Regions from separate parts of the Callithrix jacchus genome. Here region 2 is linked to region 1. Evidence: chromatin contacts called from public Hi-C data. All regions are on one chromosome and are shown on one strand. Each heading gives the region's core, a stretch centred on a gene start, on an enhancer-like site or on the middle of the called end of the contact. The rest is flanking DNA. Distances are from core to core; before and after follow the strand shown.

What was found. Hi-C and Micro-C count contacts between places; a contact is called where the count stands out from the background.
Region 2: a contact with region 1 is called in a Hi-C map of induced pluripotent stem cells, with 2.2 times the contacts expected there. The contact joins the promoter of NFIL3 here to the enhancer-like site in region 1. A contact is called at or near these places in 2 of 3 Hi-C or Micro-C datasets (induced pluripotent stem cells and skeletal muscle).

What each region holds. Positions count from the first base shown.
Region 1 is chr1:74,017,369-74,024,576 of calJac240_pri, reverse strand. No RefSeq gene overlaps it. Among named protein-coding and RNA genes, the nearest start is that of AUH, 250 kb to the left of the region's middle. Within about 2 kb of position 1,491, at least 2 of the 16 cell types and tissues checked have an H3K27ac peak or open chromatin away from gene starts, as enhancers often do.
Region 2 is chr1:74,269,287-74,275,677 of calJac240_pri, reverse strand. NFIL3 (nuclear factor, interleukin 3 regulated) reads right to left here and starts at 4,947. Exons shown (of 2, transcript XM_002742704.6): 1 at 4,758-4,947. AUH (AU RNA binding methylglutaconyl-CoA hydratase) reads right to left here and starts at 5,678. Exons shown (of 10, transcript XM_078365598.1): 1 at 5,432-5,678.

The DNA.
Region 1 (7,208 bases), core at 242-2,741:
ACGGCTTCCACGAAGGGAGTGTTCATGAAAGGCGCTCATCTCAAATTTTAATCCATCCACATGGACTGAGCACTTTCTAAGTCTGAACGGACTCATGGTTAACACAGTCCTTACCTCCAGTATGCTGCATAAAGGGGAGATGGTTTCTGCATTGTGTGTTCACATCTGGATAGGCTTTGGGGGAAGGGAGTGTTAAGCCACCTGTTCTGGAGAAGTGGTTGGAAGTCTGTTAGAGGCAGAATCTTCCAGATTCAAAGCATCCTGGATGAGTCATTCAATAAAAGGCTTTAAAGTTACCTCAACAATATCAGTTAGACTATTTAAGTCAGTCAATTATAAATAATCTGTGGTCTCATATAAAAATGGTTAAAAATCTTTTCAGCCCCAGATACTAAAGGACAATTTCATGGTCCCAGGCCTTTAATTTCAGACCTAATATGCCAATCGTATAGTTCTGCCTCAATATGTATTTTTTCATTGGGCAAATGAAGGCTTGTGGTTCTACTACAACAAAAATTAGTGTAATTAATTTCATAGTGTTTGTCTCATTCAGTGTTTTATTATGACCCCCAATAACTTCCCGCCAGCATGTGGGTTTAAGGAAAAGGGGACTCCAGCTCTTGGTAAATTTCTAAATTTACTAGAACTGATTCTTTCAGTTACGTGATGCCAAAAGACGGCGTGTTGGACATTAGCCTTCCTGGCAGCCAAACTGTAGTGAACCAGAAGTGCTGGGATAGGCAGCAGGGCACCCTCAGCCTTGTAGGAAGTGTCTGTTCTGGGTGTCCCCACCAGCCCCCTTGCCATGGAGCCCTACAGAATCCAGACTTAAAATCTGTTCACGCTGGCCTCGATGTAAAATACAACAGCTCACATTTCACACCTTGTGGGCTTATGTTTAGTTGGATCCCATTTCATCTAATATTTTTCCAGAGTTCGCTATTTAAGATGACACATAAATTATTTACAATATCAAAGACCCCTGCGACACCATTTCCCCCACCTTCCCTTGCAGAGCCACCCAATACATCACGTGGCTCCTCCAAGGCACCAGCACTCACGGGGCGAGGGGGAGGGGTCCCACTGCCTGCTGCCCCACTAGGGGTTGGGGACATCAGCGCCGTGGCCACAGCACGCAGTTCCCGGGGTCACGCCCTCCAAAACGAGGTGTCGGCATGTCGCAGGAGCAGCTGAAGACACGCACAGAGATCTCTGCTGTCTTCTCTCCTTCAGTGTCCCAGGTGGAGATGGGCTGGCTGTTCTCTTTCTTTAGGACAGTTCTACCCGAGGCCGTTTCCTCTTTGCGAAGAGTCTAATAACCGATGTTGGGAGATTACCGAGGTAACCGTGAGTCCTTTAGAGGCTCAGAGAGGGCTTCCGCCTCCGCGCTCCTTCCTCGGCTCCCCGCTCCCCGGGCAAGAGCAGGCCTGCGAGAAGCCCCCCACCTTTTCCCACTTTTCTCCCGGAGGTTAGCAGAGGCCCTGAATCGCGGTTAGAAGTTAAAACATGTGCAAGCACTTCTCTTCACATGAAATTATTCACAGATGAAGAAGCGGCCATAATGGAACCACCCATCTGTATTGTGAGAAAATACGCTCTCCCACCAGCCCAGGGCGCCGGGAGTCAACACAGGCGCTCCCAGGGCGCAGAGGAGCGGGCGCTGCCGGGACTCGAGCGCCATCTACAGCCCGTGGAGGCACCGCGCGGACCGCACAGGCAGGAAAAGGCTTTGGGCAGCCGGGCTGTCAAACTGCACTCCCTCGAGAGGGAGATCAGTGTAGACGGAGAGGAATTTCAATCCTTGTGCTAAATGTATATATAATTTTAGAAAATAAAATAAAATTTTATTTATAAATGTATAGGACAAATATATGTATTTATATAGAAATATGTGCTGTATATATATTAGGTCCATGTATATGTCAATGTGTGTGTATATATATGTGCGTTGTGTGTGTGTTCTTAAATATACTTAAATTAGAGAAGTATTTTAAATAGAATCTGTCCGATCTCCAGTGCTGCCACTGAATTTGTTTGACCTCTGGTGGTCACTAAACTCTGGGAACCCCAGTTCTCCACTTGTCCAAGGAAACTGGTCCCACTTATCCAGCATGGCTGTTGTAGTGATCGAGGGAGATAATGTACATAAAACGTTTACCCTAGAGTCTGAGACAGAGAATTATAACACTATTAAGAATATGATAACAACTATTTGGGTTCATTTACCTAGTTCTTTAACGAATATTTCCTAAACCAATATTTCTGTGTACCCAGACCTCGCTGGTTACTGGGGGATACAGCAGTGACCTGGAAAGACAAGAACCCTTCCCTGCTGGGGCTGCAAGCCCAAGTCATCTGACATTGAGAACAAATAAAACAGGCAAGGGAAAGTAGGAACTAGCGCATGTTTTAGAACCACGTGTGAGCATTCAACTACAAGTTAATGTAATATGCCCTGGGAAAGAGTTACTATAAACATTCTCATATCTCCTATCTGGATAAAACAAACCCGGTGGAATTGGTTGGAACATTCCAACCAACTTATGCATTAGCTAGGAAAGTGACTTTCAGAAATCATCTGTAAGTCAATGTATTAGTTTTCTATTGCTATATAACAATTACTGCAAATATTGTTGCTGCTTAAAACAACATGCATGTATCATATCGCAGCTTCTGGGGGTCAGAGTACAGGCACTGCTCAACTGGGCCTCTGTTCAGGGTCTCTCAGGCTGAAATCATGATGTCCGCAGGGTTTGGTTGTGAAAGCTCACTGGGGGCGGGTGGTGAACAAAGTTTGTGTCATTGCGTGTCTGGGACTGACTCATGGCAACTTGCTTTTTCAAAGCCAGCCAGGGAGAAAGGGACCAGAGCACGTGAGCGGGCAGCAGAGTCTAATCTAATATACCCTCACCACCAGAGTGACGGCCCATCACCTTTAAGCAAGCCACACTACAGTCTAAGGTAGGGGTGGGTCACACAAAGGCGTGAACATCCAGATGTGGGGACCCCAGGGGAGGTCACCTAAGGTTCTGCCCACCACAGACACTGTCACAACTAATTCCCAAAACATATCAAATAGAAAAAGGAAAAAATGATGATTTCTCAAGTACATCTTATTTCACACAATAGAACTAATCCAAGATATGCCCTGCCCCTCACCACAATGATTCCCTCATGTAATATTTGAAGACTGAATTCATTACCCAACAATTCAGAAGCTTTGCAATGCTAAATTTTATGATGGGATGCCTCGTCAAGAAAAGCTAGGAAGTTCTAAAAGAAAAATAACAGGGCCAGGTGCGGTGGCTCATGCCTGTAATCCCAGCACTTTGGGAGGCTGAGGCAGGTGGATCATGAGGTCAAGAGATTGAGACCATCCTGTTCAACATGGTGAAACCCCATCTCTACTAAAAATACAAAAATTAGCCAGGAGTGGTGGCACAAGCCTGTAATCCCAGCTACTCGGGAGGCTGAGACAGGAGAATTGCTTGAACCCGGGAGGCGGAGGTTGTGGTGAGCCGAATCACGCCACTGCACTCCAGCCTGGCAACAAGAGTAAAACTCCATCTCAAAAAAAAAAAAAAAAAAAAAAAGAAAGAAAAAGAAAAGAAAAATAACAGGATGCACGATGAACTCTCTTAGGACTTGCAGGACTATGTCTCATGTATGAAGAGTAATCTCATTTTGTAGATAAATGGAAACTGCCTATCAATCAAATTATTTACTGAGTGGTTTCCTAGGAGGGTGACCCTCAAGAATCCCAGCTCCTCCTAAGATAATTCTCAGAAGTGAGAGAAAACAACACTGGTCATGCATCCTTCTGCATTCAGCTCTGCTACCCAGATGATAAGGTTAGTAGATTAGGACTCATCTATTGTGATACAAGAATGTAATTTCTCAACCTGATTTAATGTATCTGCACACATGACAGCATAAAGCATAAAATATTAAAAATAGAATATATTGGTTTTAAAGAAGCATTTGTGGTGTGTGTGTATGTGTGTGTGCGTGCCTGTGTGTGTTTATTTTGAGACAGAGTCTCACTCTGCCACCTGGGCTGGAATTCAGCACCATAATCTCAGTTTACAGCAATCTCTACCTCCCAGTTTTAAGCAATTCTCCTGCCTCAATCTCCTGAGTAACTGGAATTACAGGTGTGTGCCATCATGCCTGGCTAATTTTTGTATTTTTAGTAGAGACAGGGTTTCACCATGTTGTCCAGGCTGGTCTCCAACTCCAGGCCTCGAGTGATCCACCTGTCTTGGCCTCCCAAAGTGCTGGGACTACAGGTGTGAGCCACCGCGCCCAGCCAAGAAGCATTTGTTTTTAAAATGTGTTTAGAAGAATCAACCAATAGAGAAAATAGTCTGCAAACAGACTTCTTCCTATGTTATACATACTGCGATGGTATGTCACAGAAGTGCATCGCATTCATAAACATCAACTTTTAATAGATGGTGCTGGACTATTGCCTATCCTATAGAAAAATAGGTGCATTTTATTTTCCTACGTCATACCATGTAGATAAATAATGTATTCTACATTAAATACCTAAATGTGAAAGCCAAACTTTAAATTTTTGTAGGAAAATATTGTCTGGTATTTATGAGACCTTAGGATGGGGAAAGAATTGTTGAACAAGACACAAGCCATCATGTAAAAGCTAATTAACTCCATTGTGTTAAATGTAAAAGATTTTGTAGGCCAGGCACGGAGGCTCAAGCCTGTAATCCTAGCACTTTGGGAGGCTGAGGCAGGTGAATCACAAGATCAGGAGATCGAAAGCATCCTGGCTAACACAGTGAAACTCCGTCTCTACTAAAAATACAAAAAATTTGCCTGGCATGGTGGCACGTGCCTGTAAACCCAGTTACTTGGGAGGCCAAGGCAGGAGAATCACTTGAACCTGGGAGGCGGAGGTTGCAGTGAGCCAAGATCACGCCACTGCACTCCAGCCCGACTAACAGAGCGAAACTCTGTCTCAAACAAACAAAAAAAGATTTTGTAAGACAGATATTCTAAAGAAAGTTAAAAGTTGAGCAATATACTAGAAAAGATATTTTCAATTCATCTGGCCACCTAAGGATTAGTATTCAGAAGATGTAAAGAGCAAATACTCAACAGAAATGGCCAGAAAACACTCAATTCATGGGAAGACTCAATTCATGGAAAAACACCCCAATGACCAGAAACTGTGAAAACGTGTTTGACTGCTCCAGTAATCAGGAAAACACAAATTAATGCCAAATAAAAAATGCAAATTTAAAAATCTATATGAGGTGCCATTTCATACATACCTAGTCAGCAAAAGTTAAGTAGCAGAGCAAAAGGATAATACCAGTCAAACAGTTAATATTAGGTGTCAGCATGACTGGATTAAGGAATATCTAGAAGTCTGGTGGCACATTGTTTTCGGGTGTGTCTGTGAGGGTGTTTCCAGAGGAGGTTTAGAGTGTGATTTTGTGTGGACTAGGTGGGCAAGCTGTGCCTTCAGTGTGGAAGGACACAGGGCAATCTGCTGGGGTCTCAGAAAGAAGAAAAACAGAGAAAGGGAGAATGTGTTCACCTAGCTGCTGGCATTGGGACACACTCCTCAACTCCAGAATCCCCAGCCTTGGGCTCCAGGACTTAACAGTAATGATCCCTTGGGTTCTGAGACCTTTGGCCTCAGATTGAGAGTTACACCCTTGGCTTCCCTCATTCTTAGGCCTTGGGACTTGGGCTGAGCCACACTACCAGGATCCCAGGTCTTGACCTTACAGCCTGTGATAGGACTTCTTAGCCTCCATAATCACGTGAGCCAATTTTCCTAATAAACCCCCTCTCCTCTATCCATCTATCATCTATCTATCTATCTGCCTATATATCTATATTCTATTGGTTTTGTTTCTCTGGAGAGCCTTGACTAATACACCAGTGTTATGGAATTTATTTCACTTGATGCTGAAATTTTTTACTTTTTAAACTTTTTGTTCAAAGGCACACACACATTAGCCTAGGGCTCCACAGGGTCAAGATCAGAAGTAAAGAACTGTAAAGCACAACCTGTGGTTACCACCATAGAACCGCAGATCTCAAAGAAGACCCATGCCCAGGACTGACGTCCCTCTGCATTTTGTCCTTAAGTTTCACCAGGGATGACAATTGCAAAAGAACATCTTAGGGAAAAAAAGTTAGGCTAGGAGAGCAGAGGCAGGCTCCAGGAAACTGAACTGGAAAGAAAGAATGGATGGAATAGGGCATGATCCGCTCTAAGAGGGAAGCTTCCCCTCTCCTGCTTCCCTCCTCTTGTTCCCCGCCACCTGCCTCTGTTTGCCTTCATGTCCTCCTACTCTCCACTCACCATGACCAGCAACCACAGATGTTTCAAACAAGTTCTGGTCATGCATTACTTAGCAATGGAAACACAATCTGAGAAATGTGTTGTTAGGTGATTTTGTCATCGTGTGAACGTCATAAAGTGTAATGGACTTGCACAGACTTAGCTGGACAGTCTGCTGCACACCTAGGCTGTATGGCGTGGTCTACTGCTGTCAGTCTACAAAGCTGCACAGCATGTGACTGTCCTGAATACTGTAGGCAATTGGAACACAAGGGCAAATATTTGTGCATCTAACCCTGTCCAAACATAGAAAAAGTACAGTAAAAATACAATATAAAAGATGAAAAATTGTAGTTATATAGGAAGTTAGAAGCAATGGAGCTTGCAGGACTGGAAGTTGCTCTGGGTGAGTGAGTGAGTGAATGTGAAGGCCTCAGACATTACCGTACACTACTGTAGATGTTACAAGCACTGTACATATAGGCACACTCAATTTATAAAGATATTTTTCTTTCTTCAATAAAAAAATAATTAGGCCTGGTGTGGTGGCCTGTAACCCCAGCACTTTGCGAGGCTGACCCAGGTGGATCACCTGAGGTCAGGAGTTCAAGACCAGCCTGGCCAACATGCAAAACCCCATTTCTACTAAAAATACAAAAAAATTGCTGGGTGTGGTTGTGCGCACCTGTAATCCCAGCTACTTGAGAGGCTGAGGCAAAAAAATTGCTTGAACCAGGAGGTGAAGGAAGGTTGCAGTGAGCGGAGATGGCGCCACCACACACTTCAGCCTGGGCAACAGCAAGACTCCATCTCAAAAAATAAATAAATAAATAACCTTAGCTTACCGTCACTTATTTACTTTACATCCTTTAATTTTTTAAGCATT
Region 2 (6,391 bases), core at 3,698-6,197, 250 kb before region 1:
GAAACTGTTTTGGGCATTTTTTGTTTGTTCGTTTGGTTTTGTTTTGTTTTTTAACTACAGTAAAGTTACTTGCAAAGAAATGTGAAAGATAACTGGGGGTGATAGTATAAAAATTCATTTTGAAACTGAAAAATTCTTATGTAATGTCTGTGCTCAAAGGTCAACTGTCTTTCGACATTCTCATACAAGTCCAACCTGGATAGAAATCAACTCAAATATAATTTAGAAAAATAACAGGATATCAAACAATGTGTTAAACCCTGTGAAATACAGGCATACCTTACAAAAACAAGAAATGAATATTAAAGGAAATTTCAATTACATTGTTTCTGTTATATTTTGAATTGAATCCCAAGTGTGCTCTCATTCCTCAATACAAATTAAAAATAAACAACTTTAACAGCATCAATGCCATCTGGATTACAATGGAAATCATGAAGTATATGAGCTTAACTTGGGTAAAAATAAAACCTAGGCAACATGACTGCACCTTTTCCATTCCATGCTGCAATCGCATTTACATCTCAAAATTCACTTTAATGACCAAGGCAAGGTCAACTAGAAAAATCCACTCAGCTGGTGAGTCAGGCACATTGCTCAACGCCCAAAAGGCCTCTCACAAAGGGCCTTCATTTTCAGGCTATTGCATCACAGTGATGTTATAACTGCACTGCACAAAGATAAGCCTTTAACACAGAAAAGGAAATTGTTTCAACTTTGTTGAGGTGCAAATTTCCCCATCTAGTTTTCAGGCTCTGCGACCTGGCTTGCTAATTCAGTTCTCCGAGTTTCCACTTCCTCATCTATGAAACGTGGGTGATAACAGAGGCCCTCAACACTGTGCCTGGCACAAGCAGAGTAAGTGTTTAGTAAATACTAACTGTTAATCTCTTTTCTGAAGAAAGATCAGTATCAAAAGGCCACGATGCCTATCGGTTCCAGGCTGCTCATGACTCTTACTGAAGCACTGATCTATGTTGCAAGTGCCAAATGAAATTTTCTTCTGTTAGTCGAAAGGGTCAAATATCAACAGTTTCACAGGACTGGCCTTAATTTTCAGGCTACATACACCCCCTACAAGACAGTTGATCTGTGGGGTCTCACCGTCTACTGCTGATCTCAGACCACAAAGTTTTAGACACAGAAATCATCTAGGCTACAGAAGATTAGTCACAGAATGTGTAAGGGAATTGGAAAAGGCTGAACTATTAATATTTGGCACTTCTCACTTCATTCCTGCTACTATAATCGAGTCATCTTTCTATTCCTTCAAACAGCTCCCCAAAACATTAACCCAATGATTTGGGAAGTTTGAGTTTCTGCAATCCTGTCAGGAATTCCCCTCAAACTGAAATCAACATTGAACACAATGGCAAAGTTTTCAGAAAAAAAAAATTATTAGAACAAAGAAAGTATCTCAAGAAAGATATGGACTTAATTGCAACATTAATCCTTACTTTTACTGCAGAGATTTACACAGAGAAAAATGAAGGTAAATACTGACACACACACATAAAGATTCTGGTTCCTGGTCCATTACACAGGAAACATTTATTGAACTCCTTACAACCAACTAGTTCAACAGGTTTTATTCCCTCAGTTTACCCTGGAGAGTGACAGAAATCAGGACAGTGGAGGAAAATAAGCTGGGGCCTGGGACCCAGGGCTCTTGTGAGCCTAGGGCCTGCGCTCTTAGGATCTGTACCTCACCAAAGCCTATTCTCTAACTACTGAAAGCCTATAACTAGGGAAACTGATTAGGGATAAGGTGTAGGATATGATCCCATAGAAGCCAAGTTTTTGGTCAGTTTTCAACAAAGAGCAGATTGCGTTGACATGCTTCAGGAAAACATCTGTGATGTCTCCATGAATTCACTGTGAATTACTGCATGTGTACAATCTTGAAAGTCTTTATGCCAGGATGAACGACTGTAGTTTTACATTAGGACAGCAGCGTCTATTTGGGCGTTTTGATTTTATTTTGAACTCTGGAGATCAGTGTTCTCTCTACTTTAGCCTTTGACCACATAAATTAAAGGTAAAAAAAACATCGGCTCAACTGGCCAAAGTCAAGCTGAGGCCTTCCTTTTAATCACTATCAATACTGGAGCGCCCCCTCCACCAATTTTTGTGGTCGGTGGACCTTTGGAGGTTTCCTTAAGGTCTTTTTCACTTCCATAACGGAGACACGCTTGGCTCAAAAATACAATGAAGACTCCTGGAACAAAGGTGTCTGCAGGTTTCAGAACCTCACCGCAAAACAGGCGCGGAGTCAAGGCCCCTAGATTTGCCCCATATGAGAGAGGGCCGCCGAGACACAGGCGCTCCGGGTCGCCCGGGCTGCCCCTTTCCTCTCCGTGCGAGTGCCGGGATCCCCGGCTCCCTGACTCCCCGGCTCCCGCGGCCCGGGCGAACCCAGAGTGCACCCGCACGCCGGCCCCGGCCGGTCCCTAGCGCCCGGGCTCCACGGGCCGCGCCCCCACGCGGCGCCTCTCAGAGACCCTCCTCCCTCCGGGTGGGCGGCGCAGCGGGGCCTCGGCGCCGGGAGGACCCCCTGCGCCAGAACAAAGGAATGTGGGGAGGGGGCAGGGAGGAGGAGCGCAGGCCACCGAGCAGCCCCAGTCCAACTACCGCCTGGAGGCGCTTCTCGGTCCCGACCCGAGGTTCCTGCCCGCCACTACCAGACCCGCCCCCAGCCCTGGCTTCCCGCAGACCCCACCGGTCCGCAGGAGGGAGCGGCGCACTGGGGGCCGCACGGACGCGCCACTGGAAGGTCGCGATCGAAAGGTGGCGCCACGCGGTCCCTACAGGCCCGGGACTCCCACCCGAGCTTGCAAAGTAGGTCGGGGTCCGAAGCTGGGGACCTAGAGCAACTAGCTACTTACAAAGCGACTGCAATTATTTGGAGTAAGATACTCTGTCCCAGAGATGTCCACCCACCCCCCACCCCCAAAAAAACCCTGCACTTAATTTAAATGTTTCGTTAGGGGGGGAAATCTGTTCATATACATACATTAATTACCTATATTCACACATCACTATGTAACAGTCCAGGAAGAAATTTAATATTTGGGCAAATTACATATTCATACATCTTCACATGAGTAAAACTAGGGTATCCAGACAGAAACACAATCTACTAACCTATATCTGTTTCCCATAGGTCATATCTGTTCTGAGGGTAAATAAATACTTCTGACCTCATTTACTGTTGTTATTTACAAAAGCCAAGAACAGAAGATGACACTTGGCCATTCCCTGCTGTTCTCAGAGAACGGCAGTTTCCTAAAGTGTCCTTTAAAAACATAAATGGGAGCCAGCATCCAGCAAATCACCGGGCGCTGCGAAATGCCTTCCTAAAAATACAATCTTATCAAAGGTCTCCGAAGGCGTGGAGTTAAAACTACAGCAAATGGCCTTGAACTTGTATTTGCACACAGCCCTAGAGAAAACACCAGAAATAGCACTGCGAGGCCACAATTGTTAAAATGTGATAGGGCTAAATTTAGAAGAACGCGCGTTTCATTTAGGGCAAAAGACACACATTCGGCAGCATGAGCAAACTCCATGCTTACCCGGTTGTCTACTTTTCTGTTCAAAATATCCTTAAGGAAAAAAAAAACTGTTATAGTGACATTCTTAAAGGCTGAGACTGTCCTACTTTCTTTGTAGCAAGATTATAAAATCACGTAATTAGCTCCCTCTCTCTATGCTCACTGCCAGCAAATTCAGCAGTTACATAATGCAACATTTCCAGGAAACTATTATGTGATCTGTCTTGTCGTGTTTGAAAAAGCGATGACAATAAGGTGAGAAAAGGGGCTGATCGAATGGAATGCATTAAAATTAGGAAGGTGGGGAGGTAAACGTCACAATGGTTCGTCCTAGATTTAAAAATAACAGCTGAGAACACTGAAAGGGCGAACCCCAGTAGTACCCAAGATCAGAATTCAACCCGAGGAATTCTTGCTTTTAGGTTTTGTAGTATCGTTTGAAACCCGTTTATTTGGGACGTAATACAGACGTAAATAACGATCTAATAACGCTGCGCCTCAATTATCAAATCATTCCACACATACGAGCATATTCCCACATCAGCCCGCAATCCTTGCCAACATTTCACCGTGGGCAGATTATGCAATGTATGAAAGGACAAATCCCACAACCTTCCCGAGGGCTTGTAAAACAAGCTGACGACAAACAGGGTGGAAAACGTCTGTGCAGACACAGCCCCTGACACAAACAAACGCCGCGCAGGCATTCTCCGAATGCCGTCACCGTTCACGCTACCAACCCTTTTCCTCACCAAGCAAATCAAGACTATTCCCCATTCCTCAACCCACTCCTCTCCCCGCCTCTATGCCGCCGGCCCCAGAGAAGGAAGGAGAAAGGAAAGACACTAGAGAGGAAAGAGCATCTTCCCGCTCGGGGAGGGCTTAGCCTTCCTGGCGCTCTTCTCCACCAAAACATCAATTTTCCTGAAATCAGGAGACATTATGCAACAGCAGCCAGGACTACGTGCCGGCGCGAGGGCGCTGCAATCAAAGCAGCCACCTTAAGGTGGCGAGTCCCATCCTGACAGGGCAGCAAAAGTTTATGTAATGAATGCCCCGCGCGCACTCCCCGCCGCTGGCTAGCGCAGCGTACAGCCCGACACGGCACACAGCGCGGCCAGCACCCGGCGCCCACCCGCCCGCCCGCAGCGCGCCCGGGGAGCGGTCGCCGGGCCCCCGGCCGGCGGTGGGCGGAGCGCTTACCGTGTTCCTGCTCTCGGGCCGGCGAGGAGAAAGAAAGGGACGGCCGGGAGCCGGGCCGGCGGCGCTCGGGGCTCGGGCCGGGCCGGGCCTCCGAGGCCGCGGCGGGAGGCGGGCGGCGGCGAGGGCGCGGCGCGGGAGGCTGGCGGGCGCGCCTGGTCCGCGGGCGCCGTGGCCGCGCCGAGAGATGTGTGTTAGTAGGTCAGTTCCGAGCGCCGCGCTACGTCGCCGCCCGCCCGCCCCGCGTGACTGGCGGCCGCGGCCCCAATCGCCGAGCCGGCACCCGCCCCCGGACCGCCGCCAATGGCCACGGCGGCAGGGGCGGGCCGGGGCGGGCTTTCCGCGGCCCCGCCCCTGCGTCCCCGCCCTCCGCTCCCCACCGCGGCGGCGCCACTACCAGCTCGCGTTCCTTCCCGGTGGCGGCCACCACTGTCCGAGCGCCCGCGAAGGCCGGCGCCCCATGCCCCGCGTAACGACGATTGCGCAATGGCCCGCGTGGCCCGCACGACCGAAGCGAGGCTGCAGAGGAGCACCGGAGCCCACAGCCTCCCCGCCCCGTCCGCTCTTAGCTTCCTTCATCCTTCAGAGTCGCCGCGGTGGCTCTGCGCACCCCGCGACCCGCACTCGCTCGCAGAGACGCTTTTTGTCTTCCCGAGAGCCACGGCCGGCCCGGTTACCTGTTGCCGACCGAGCACCGCGGGCTGCGGCTACCCGGGCGTGGCGGAGACCTCGGCCTCCCCTTCCCCGCACACTCCCGAGAGGAGCCCTCTGCCTTGTGATGGGCAGGAGGGAAGGCGGGGGGTGGCGGCTGGCAAGCTGCCAACGCTCGGGGCGCGCTGCGGCGGGGAATGGGTTGGCCCGTCGAGGCAGCTGCGCAGGGCTGCGCAGCGGAGGCAGCGATTAAAGTGCCCCGGCACCTCTCTTGAGAGCCGCGACGGCCCGGAGCCGGGAGGAAAAGCTCCACGCGCAAACACCGCCCCCTGCACAATTAGGGCGAAGATGACGGCTGCAAAGTTGTTGCGTAACAGGCCTGAAAAACGAGGCTAGTCGAGGTCCATCTGCCCCCCCCCACCCCCCCTCCCCCACCACGCGGGTGCGGCGTTCCTGGGAGGATGTGAAGGTCGGCGCTTCGGTGCGCCGGGCTGGGACGCCCACTGGCGTTGGGTGCTGGGGCTTGAGATGACCGCGCGGGATCTCTTCTTGTGATCTTGAGCTAATAGATGTTTAGTGTAATTTCGGCCTCTAACTGGATGCGGTCGTCTTCTCTTCCAAAAATTCCCGGGCTACTGAAGAGATGTAAAAAAAAAAAAAAAATGGGAAAAAGAGCACCTAGCTGCGACTTCTTAAGTCTAGCACTGGGCTAGACCGTCGAGGCACGCAGCACACTGCCTGCGTCGATAAATGGATGGTGGGGTAGTGCTGGCCTTGGCGAAGGGAGCCCTGTTCCCGACAGTGACTCACAGGCTTGCCCAAATACGGAGTGTGGCAGGTGGGCAGGACCTCCTCCAGCCACCTCCCTCCTGCGCCGCTTGAACTACTTGGGGGCTGGGACGAGTGCCTCCACGACTCTCCACTTCTTTTTCTCCCTTTCTTTTTAAAAAATCAAACACCAAAGTAAAGAGAAGAGCAGAGTGAAC